2 separate regions of the Mus musculus genome follow, and region 1 is linked to region 2. The links are chromatin contacts, called in public Hi-C maps. All regions are on one chromosome and are shown on one strand. Each heading gives the region's core, a stretch centred on a gene start, on an enhancer-like site or on the middle of the called end of the contact. The rest is flanking DNA. Distances are from core to core; before and after follow the strand shown. Region 1 overlaps Adcy10 (adenylate cyclase 10). Region 2 overlaps Dcaf6 (DDB1 and CUL4 associated factor 6).

What was found. Hi-C and Micro-C count contacts between places; a contact is called where the count stands out from the background.
Region 1: a contact with region 2 is called in a Hi-C map of liver, with 4 times the contacts expected there. The contact joins two enhancer-like sites. A contact is called at or near these places in 2 of 484 Hi-C or Micro-C datasets (CD4 T cells and liver), 2 of 115 datasets of contacts at active chromatin or transcription factors (double positive thymocytes and large pre-B cells) and 3 of 9 other capture datasets (adipose tissue, liver and pancreatic islet).

The regions. Positions count from the first base shown.
Region 1 is chr1:165,509,125-165,512,956 of GRCm38.p6, forward strand. Adcy10 (adenylate cyclase 10) reads left to right here. Exons shown (of 34, transcript NM_173029.3): 6 at 1,131-1,336. Among named protein-coding and RNA genes, the nearest start is that of Adcy10, 26 kb to the left of the region's middle. Within about 2 kb of position 1,342, at least 10 of the 459 cell types and tissues checked have an H3K27ac peak or open chromatin away from gene starts, as enhancers often do. A contact at or near this core is called in liver, where this site is marked.
Region 2 is chr1:165,328,869-165,332,454 of GRCm38.p6, forward strand. It overlaps Dcaf6 (DDB1 and CUL4 associated factor 6), which reads right to left. Exons shown (of 19, transcript NM_028759.1): 19 at 632-1,135. The coding sequence ends at 1,071. Among named protein-coding and RNA genes, the nearest start is that of Gpr161, 35 kb to the left of the region's middle. Within about 2 kb of position 1,868, at least 5 of the 459 cell types and tissues checked have an H3K27ac peak or open chromatin away from gene starts, as enhancers often do. A contact at or near this core is called in liver, where this site is marked.

The sequences.
Region 1 (3,832 bases), core at 92-2,591, 180 kb after region 2:
GTCTTCTCTGGTGAATACCCCACGGCATTTTTTTTTCCCAACGTCACTCAGAGAAACTAATGTTGTATACTTCTTGGAATAAAAATAATCCAGTCTGGGCCTGGTGGCACATGTCTGTAATCTCAGCGGGTGGAAGGTAAAAAAGCAGTAGTAGATGAAGTTCAAGGTCAGGCTCTGCTACTTACTGAATCAGAGGCCAGCCTGGGCTACGTGAAACCCTGTCAAAAAAAAAAAAAAAAAAAAAAAAGGATGATAGTAACCCAAACCATTATGTGCATTGTGAGGGGGGATAGTAAAGAGGTTTGCTTTGTCATCTTTCCTCTTTCTCTATAGTAAGCTACGTAGATGGAAACAAATATATATATATATATTATATATTTGTCCATGTTGTCTTCCTGGTAATATATATATTTGTCAAATATATATATGGACAAATGAGCATAGTTGGCTGCAAAGGGAGGGGGTGTTAGTAGGGTGGGGGTGGGAATGAACTCCTATAATGTCAGCACTTGGAAGAGTAAGGCTGGAAAATTGGTGGGAGTTTGAGGCCCAGCCAAGACTACAGTCACAAACAGAATCGGCACAACTATCAAAGATGGAAAACAAACTTATACTTTTTGTATGTATATGCATGTGTGTGTGTGTGTGTGTGTATATATACATATGTATATACAATTTTCATATGCATGTCATATCTTACAGCATCTCTGTACTATTATTCAGTTACCAAAACTTCATTTCTCAATTTGAAAACAAATTAGAGGAAGCCAGGCATGGAAGCCCATGACTTTAATTCCAGCACTCAGGAGGCAGATAGATCTCTGTTAGTTCCAGGCCAGCCTGGACTACTGAATGAGTTCCAGGACAGTCAGGGCTGTACAGAAACACCCTGTCTCAAAACATCTCCCATCCCCAAAAGGTGAAAATGAGGAATTGTGCTCTCTAGCTTTAAAAGATGGAGCCTCTGGGACGGCTGGGACCCCGTAGAGGCGTTTCTGATTTCTATGTAAAGTTTTGAAAGTGAGATTTTGCTTAGAGGTTGTGTAGCCACATCTGATTTTTCCAAGACCCAGTACTTCTGGGAAATAACCCAGAATGTGTTGTGCAAACCCATTGCTTGCTTCCTTCAGGGCTGGCTGCTGGCCACATCACCATGTTGGTCTTTGGGGATGAAACACGGAACTACTTCCTGGTGATTGGCCAGGCGGTGGATGATGTCCGCCTTGCTCAGAACATGGCTCAGATGAACGACGTTATTTTGTCACCAAACTGCTGGCAGCTCTGTGATCGGAGCATGATTGAAATTGAGAGGATTCCAGATCAGAGAGCAGTTAAGGTGAGAGTGCACTGTCTGCTGCCAGTGTGTGCCAGCAGGCTGTCTCCAGAGTCAGGGTTAGCCTAAGGACATGGCCTGTGGGAGGAGCCAGGGCTGCTGAGCCCAAGAAAGAAATGTTCCTCCCAACCCTCCACTGAGGGTAAATGAAGCTATAGGGTGACCTAGGGACAGCTGGGAGTTGTAATATCTGATCCTCATTTGTTTGTTTGTTTGTTGGTTTGATTGGTTTTTATTGAGTCAGGGGTCTCATGTAGGCCAAGCTAACCCTGAACTCATTGCCCTTAAATTACTGATCCTCCTGTCTCCACCTCCCGACTGCTGGGATTTCATTGTGTGCCCTGTGAATGGTAGCACTTGTTTTCTCTACCAGCAACCGCCTAACACTCATGAGTGGACTGTCAGCTATTTGCCAGACATACCCCCATCTGTTTTTGCCTGTTACTTCCTCACTGGTGGACTAAATTTCTGCATCTTTAAGTGGATATTAGCCCAAAACCTAGGATACCCAAGATATAAGATACAATGTGCTAAACGCATGAAACTCAAGAAGAATGAAGACTGAAGTGTGGACACTATGCTCCTCCTTAGAAATGGGAACAAAACACCCATGGAAGGAGTTACAGAGACAAAGTTTGGAGCTGAGACGAAAGGATGGACCATCTAGAGACTGCCATATCCAGGGATCCACCCCATAATCAGCTTCCAAACGCTGACACCATTGCATACACTAGCAAGATTTTGCTGAAAGGACCCAGATGTAGCTGTCTCTTGTGATACTATGCCAGGGCCTAGCAAACACAGAAGTGGATGCTCACAGTCAGCTATTGGATGGATCACAGGGCTCCCAATGGAGGAGCTAGAGAAAGTACCCAAGGAGCTAAAGGGATCTGCAACCCTATAGGTGGAACAACATTCTGAACTAACCAGTACCCCGGAGCTCTTGACTCTAGCTGCATATGTATCAAAAGATGGCCTAGTCGGCCATCACTGGAAAGAGAGGCCCATTGGACACGCAAACTGTATATGCCCCAGTACAGGGGAACGCCAGGGCCAAAACAATGGGAATGGGTGGGTAGGGAAGTGGGGGGGAGGGTATGGGGGACTTTTGAGATAGCATTGGAAATGTAATTGAGGAAAATATGTAATAAAAAATATTAAAAAAAATAAAGGCAGGAATATCAGAGGATGTGCCAGACTCAACGTATTGTATGACAGAATTCTAAGTGTTCCTCTCTCTCTCTCTCTCTCTCTCTCTCTCTCTCTAATGCCCATGCTTGAATGGATAATGCCTTCCAACTCTTTATCCAAGTCTGCAGAAAGGAGAGAGGGGGGGAGAGAGAGAGAGAGAGAAAAGGAAAAGGAAAAGGAAAAGGAAAAGGGAAAGAAAAGAAAAGAAAAGAAAAGAAAAGAAAAGAAAAGAAGGAAGAAAGTAATCTGGTTTTCTCAGGTTTTATTTGACTTGAAATGTTCAGAGATAAAGAACAAAGACCTTCAGGGTGGAAAAACATAAACAAGTGGCTTTGTGCATACATTTTGACCCTTAAGGTCTTGTTAAAAAAATAATTGGAAAAAATTTATTTTTTTTTCTCTTTTCTTTTTGAGCCAAAAGCTGAGCCTAGGACTTAGGAGCTAAGCATATACCCTGTCTGAGCTATGCCACTCAGCCTCTAAAATTACAACAGAATTTATTTTTTGGACAGTACCGGAGGACAGAAGCACACACATGCTAGGCCTGCAACCTGTCTCACTGAGTCATAGCTCCAGAATCTCTTTTTTTTTTTTTTTTTTTTTTTTTTTAATTTCAACTTTGAGGCAGAGCCTCACTAAGTAGCCCAGGGTGTCCTTGAACTTCCTTCATAGTAGAGGAAATCCTTAAATGTTTTTATCTTCCTGACTCAGCATCTCACATAGGCCTGCACTACTGGCAACTGCAACCTGCCTCAGTTCAAAATTACAGCTTACAAACCCGTAGTCATAGTATGCTGGTGACATACACCTATAGTCTTAGCACTTAGGAACCTAACCTTAATAAATTTGAGACTAGCTTGAGCAAGACCCTATCTCAAACAACAATAATCAAGCATGTAAACGATTCTATAGTTAGAGTGGTGGTAGAGTATAAGGCCCTGAGTTCAATCACCTGTGGATCTGTGATGTGACCTTACTAGACCTGAAAAGATGGCACTTTCCTTTAACCCCAACACTCAGCAAGAAAAGATAAGTGGATCTTTGTGAGTTCTAGGCCAGCCTGGTCTATATTCTGAATACTAGGTCATTCGGAACTATACGGTGAGATCCTGTCTTAAAACAAAATAATTCCTTGTACAAACACTACCACATCTACTAACAGTAATAATAATGATAACAATAACAACAACGACGACAATAGTAAAAATAATCAAGTGGAGCTTGGTGACTCATACCTGTAATTCTAGCACTTAAGAAGCCAAGACATAAGGATGGCTGGAAGTTCAAGGGCCAGCCTTGAACTTGTAC
Region 2 (3,586 bases), core at 618-3,117:
GTTCAGGAAAACACGGTAAGGTACACACAGGAAAACACGGTAAGGTACACACAGTTCAGGAAAACACGGTAAGGTACACACAGTTCAGGAAAACACGGTAAGGTACACACAGGAAAACACGGTAAGGTACACACAGTTCAGGAAAACACGGTAAGGTACACACAGGAAAACACGGTAAGGTACACACAGTTCAGGAAAACACGGTAAGGTACACACAGTTCAGGAAAACACGGTAAGGTACACACAGTTCAGGAAAACACGGTAAGGTACACACAGGCCTGGGGGACTGTCTGAAGTGGAGGTGGATGCTAGAGTCAGCTAACTGATCACAGTAATTCAGGAATATGGACAGAGAGGTAGACCAGAAGACAGCACCTTGAGTTTGTGCTAATGTAAATCATCTATAAGACCCAGTGACTGATTTGGATGAGGTGTCAACAGATCCTGAGAAGTAGCTCAAGAAAAGTGAAGAAAAAGGGAAGAGAACTGTAAAGGCCCTTTTACATTATCTGGTCACACAGAGGTCAAGATGGAAAGGACTATTAAATTCAGAAAACAGCAAGCCCTCTTTTGTTAGAGAAATGACTAGAAAATGTGGGTAAAGTAGCAAAGAATTAAATAAAAAGTCAAATTTAGGATATCTTAAAGCAACCAACATCTTTAATTAGAAAGCAACAAACATGCAAATGGCAAGTGTAGAAATTTATTTGAACCAACATTTTCACTACAATGAAAATGACTTCAGCATTGATCCAAGCTCCCACAGCGGAGGGTCAGGAAGTATTGCACTTTGCTTTTTTTTTTTTTTTTTTTTTTTTTTTGGACTCCATACACGGCAAAAGGTTTCAAAAAACATTTTGCTTACTTTGTTTTACACACTCTCCCAACTCATGCACACACTCATTCCAAACCAATGTTTGGTTATCCCCAAAATAGGGAAGAACTCCAAAAAAAAAAAAAAAAAAAAAAAACCCATAGCCTTAAATTGCACTAAAGTTCTGTAAAGAAAAAAAATATAATAAATGTCGTATACAAATCTCAGAACATCTAAGTGCTTGCCAAGGAGTTCTTTATTCTTCATCCTCATTTTCATTCTCCTGACCTGAACCTTCTGATCTGTCACCCTCCAGACGGTCTGGAAAACAGACATGAGAATCATACACACTCAAAATCCTTTTAGTATTTATCATAAATAACCCCTAGAACTTCATTTAAAACCACAAAAAACATTTCTAATTCAAAACTTAAGTATGTAAAAATCTACTCACTAGTATATACAGAAGTCTTGGTTTGGTTTTTGTTTTTTCGGAAACAAGGTCTTACTATGTAGCCTTGGCTGGCTTTGTAGACCAGGCTGGCCTCTAATTCACAGAGATCTACCTGCCTTGCATTTCTAGAGCTAGGATTAAAGTCATACACCACCAAACCTGGCTCTTAAAGGTTTTTTGTTTTTTTTTTTTTAAGATTTTCTTTTCAATGTTTTAAATTCTATGTATGTGCACCCATGCCCAGTAGGCATGTGTATATGAGAGCAGGTGCCTGTTGAGGCTGGAAGCCCTGGAAGCCCTGGAGCTGGTGATACAGGCGACTGTGAGCTGCCTAACGTCAGTCTTCTGAAAGAGCAGCACGTACTCTTTAACTGAGCCATGCCTCCAGCCCCAATATAAGCTTTCAATTTGGCGTCAAAAGGTAATGAAGAATGAAAACATAATACAGTATATACAATACCATATAATTTTAAACATACAAGACCTTGATATATTACATTCTCTTGCAGTGGTTTTCAAACAAGGTGTCTTGGAGGCTAAGTTTTAACTAAGGGGACCTGGAAGGGGATGCAAGAGAGAGAAGCCTGGAGAGAATGCTGATGTGTTCACCTTCTGACACTGTGACTTGATGTCATTTACAAAGTTCATGCTCCAAAACAGAGCAATCAGGTTGCAAAAATAAAACAAACAAAAACTTTGCCAAAAAAAAAAAAACCCCAAAAAAACTCTTACACTGGAAACAGTACTTTCAATGAAATTATGATTTTCCATTGGGCTAAATTCACAGCTATTTTGGGGCACATGGCCTGTGGGTAACCAGATGGACACATCTGTAAGAGGCTTGTGTACTTCTGTTTGTAAGATTTCTTAAAATTCAGTATCTACTACATTCCAGGAAGTGGCTAACCCTGAGATAACAATGGTGACTAAAATGAATGCAGTTTCTTCCCTCAAGGTAAGCCCTATCTGGTTCAATATTCAAGTGTACACATATGTCATGTACTTGGTGGCCACTGTACCATGCATGCTCTCCTAGGCTTATCCCATTTGCACTTGCTGTTCCTTTGCTTGGGGCATTTTTGCATAATCCATTAGACCATGCTTCTGCCCAGTACAACTATGAAGCTTTTTGCTAAACTTTCCCAACTTCTTCATGAGCTCCTTCCTCCACATTTTCTGGAAACTCCTTGATGAGCCTTACAACAATGACCCAGGTTACACTACTTGTGAACCTGTCGATTAGCTTTTGGATAATTTTGGATCTTTCTATCTTCAGGGCTTATACAGACCGTTCAGTGAAGGTGTTTAGTGTCCTTGGTTGGTTTCCGCAGCACTGAAGAATTCAACCTAGAGCCTCGGGCACAATAAGTAAGAAAGCACTGTGCCACAGAGCTTTACCCTGGAGCAAGGTTTACTGAAGGAATGGATGTGAGGTATGAAGATAAGCTGTATCGCACCAGGGTGTATGAAGACAATGGCAGAAAGCCACTGCCACAGTAAGGATAGCATTTAAGACATATATTGACAAGTGCATTTTCCCAAATACTGTGGAAAATATTAAAATAGATCAGGCTTAAAGATGTCCACAACAGAAGGACACCAAACACCAGATGGGAGGGAGCAGTTTAATGATAGAAACTCTGAGGAGAGGAAGGTTTTGGTTTATCATCTAGGGCTAGCATGGCAGAGTAATGGGCTGGCCTCAGGGCTGTACGTGAAACCCTGAGTCAAAGGGAATGTAGTTTCAAGTCAGGTTTAACGTTCATCAGGTAATGGCCTGGGCAAATTATTAAAGCCTAATTTAAAGGGTTACTATTTGAGAGACTGGAGAGACTTGCTGCTTTTGTAGAAGACCCAGGTTCAGTTCCCATCACCACACACTGGATCACAAACAACTGTAGCTCCAGGTCTATGGTATCCAACATTCTCTTTTGAACCCCCTTTGTGTTAGGCATGCATGTGTACATGCAGGTAAAACACTCATACCATACCATAAAATAAAATAAAATAAATCTAAAATAAAGTCTTTAATTTTTTTTTAAAGGGCTAGTATTTGCTGTGTCAGTGGTACATGGCTTTAATACTAGTACTCAGGAGGCAGAGGCAGGAGGATCTCTGTGAATCGAGGCCAGCCTGGTCTACAGAGCAAACTGCAGGACAACTAGGACTACAGAGAAGCCCTCTAAATAAATAAGTGAACAGTTAATATTTGATACAATATAAGTACTCTATAAATGATGCATAATACTCAACACGTGAATGAACTTATGAAGTCAGTGAGAAGTGATAAGCATACATAATACACACTTTTACTGTTA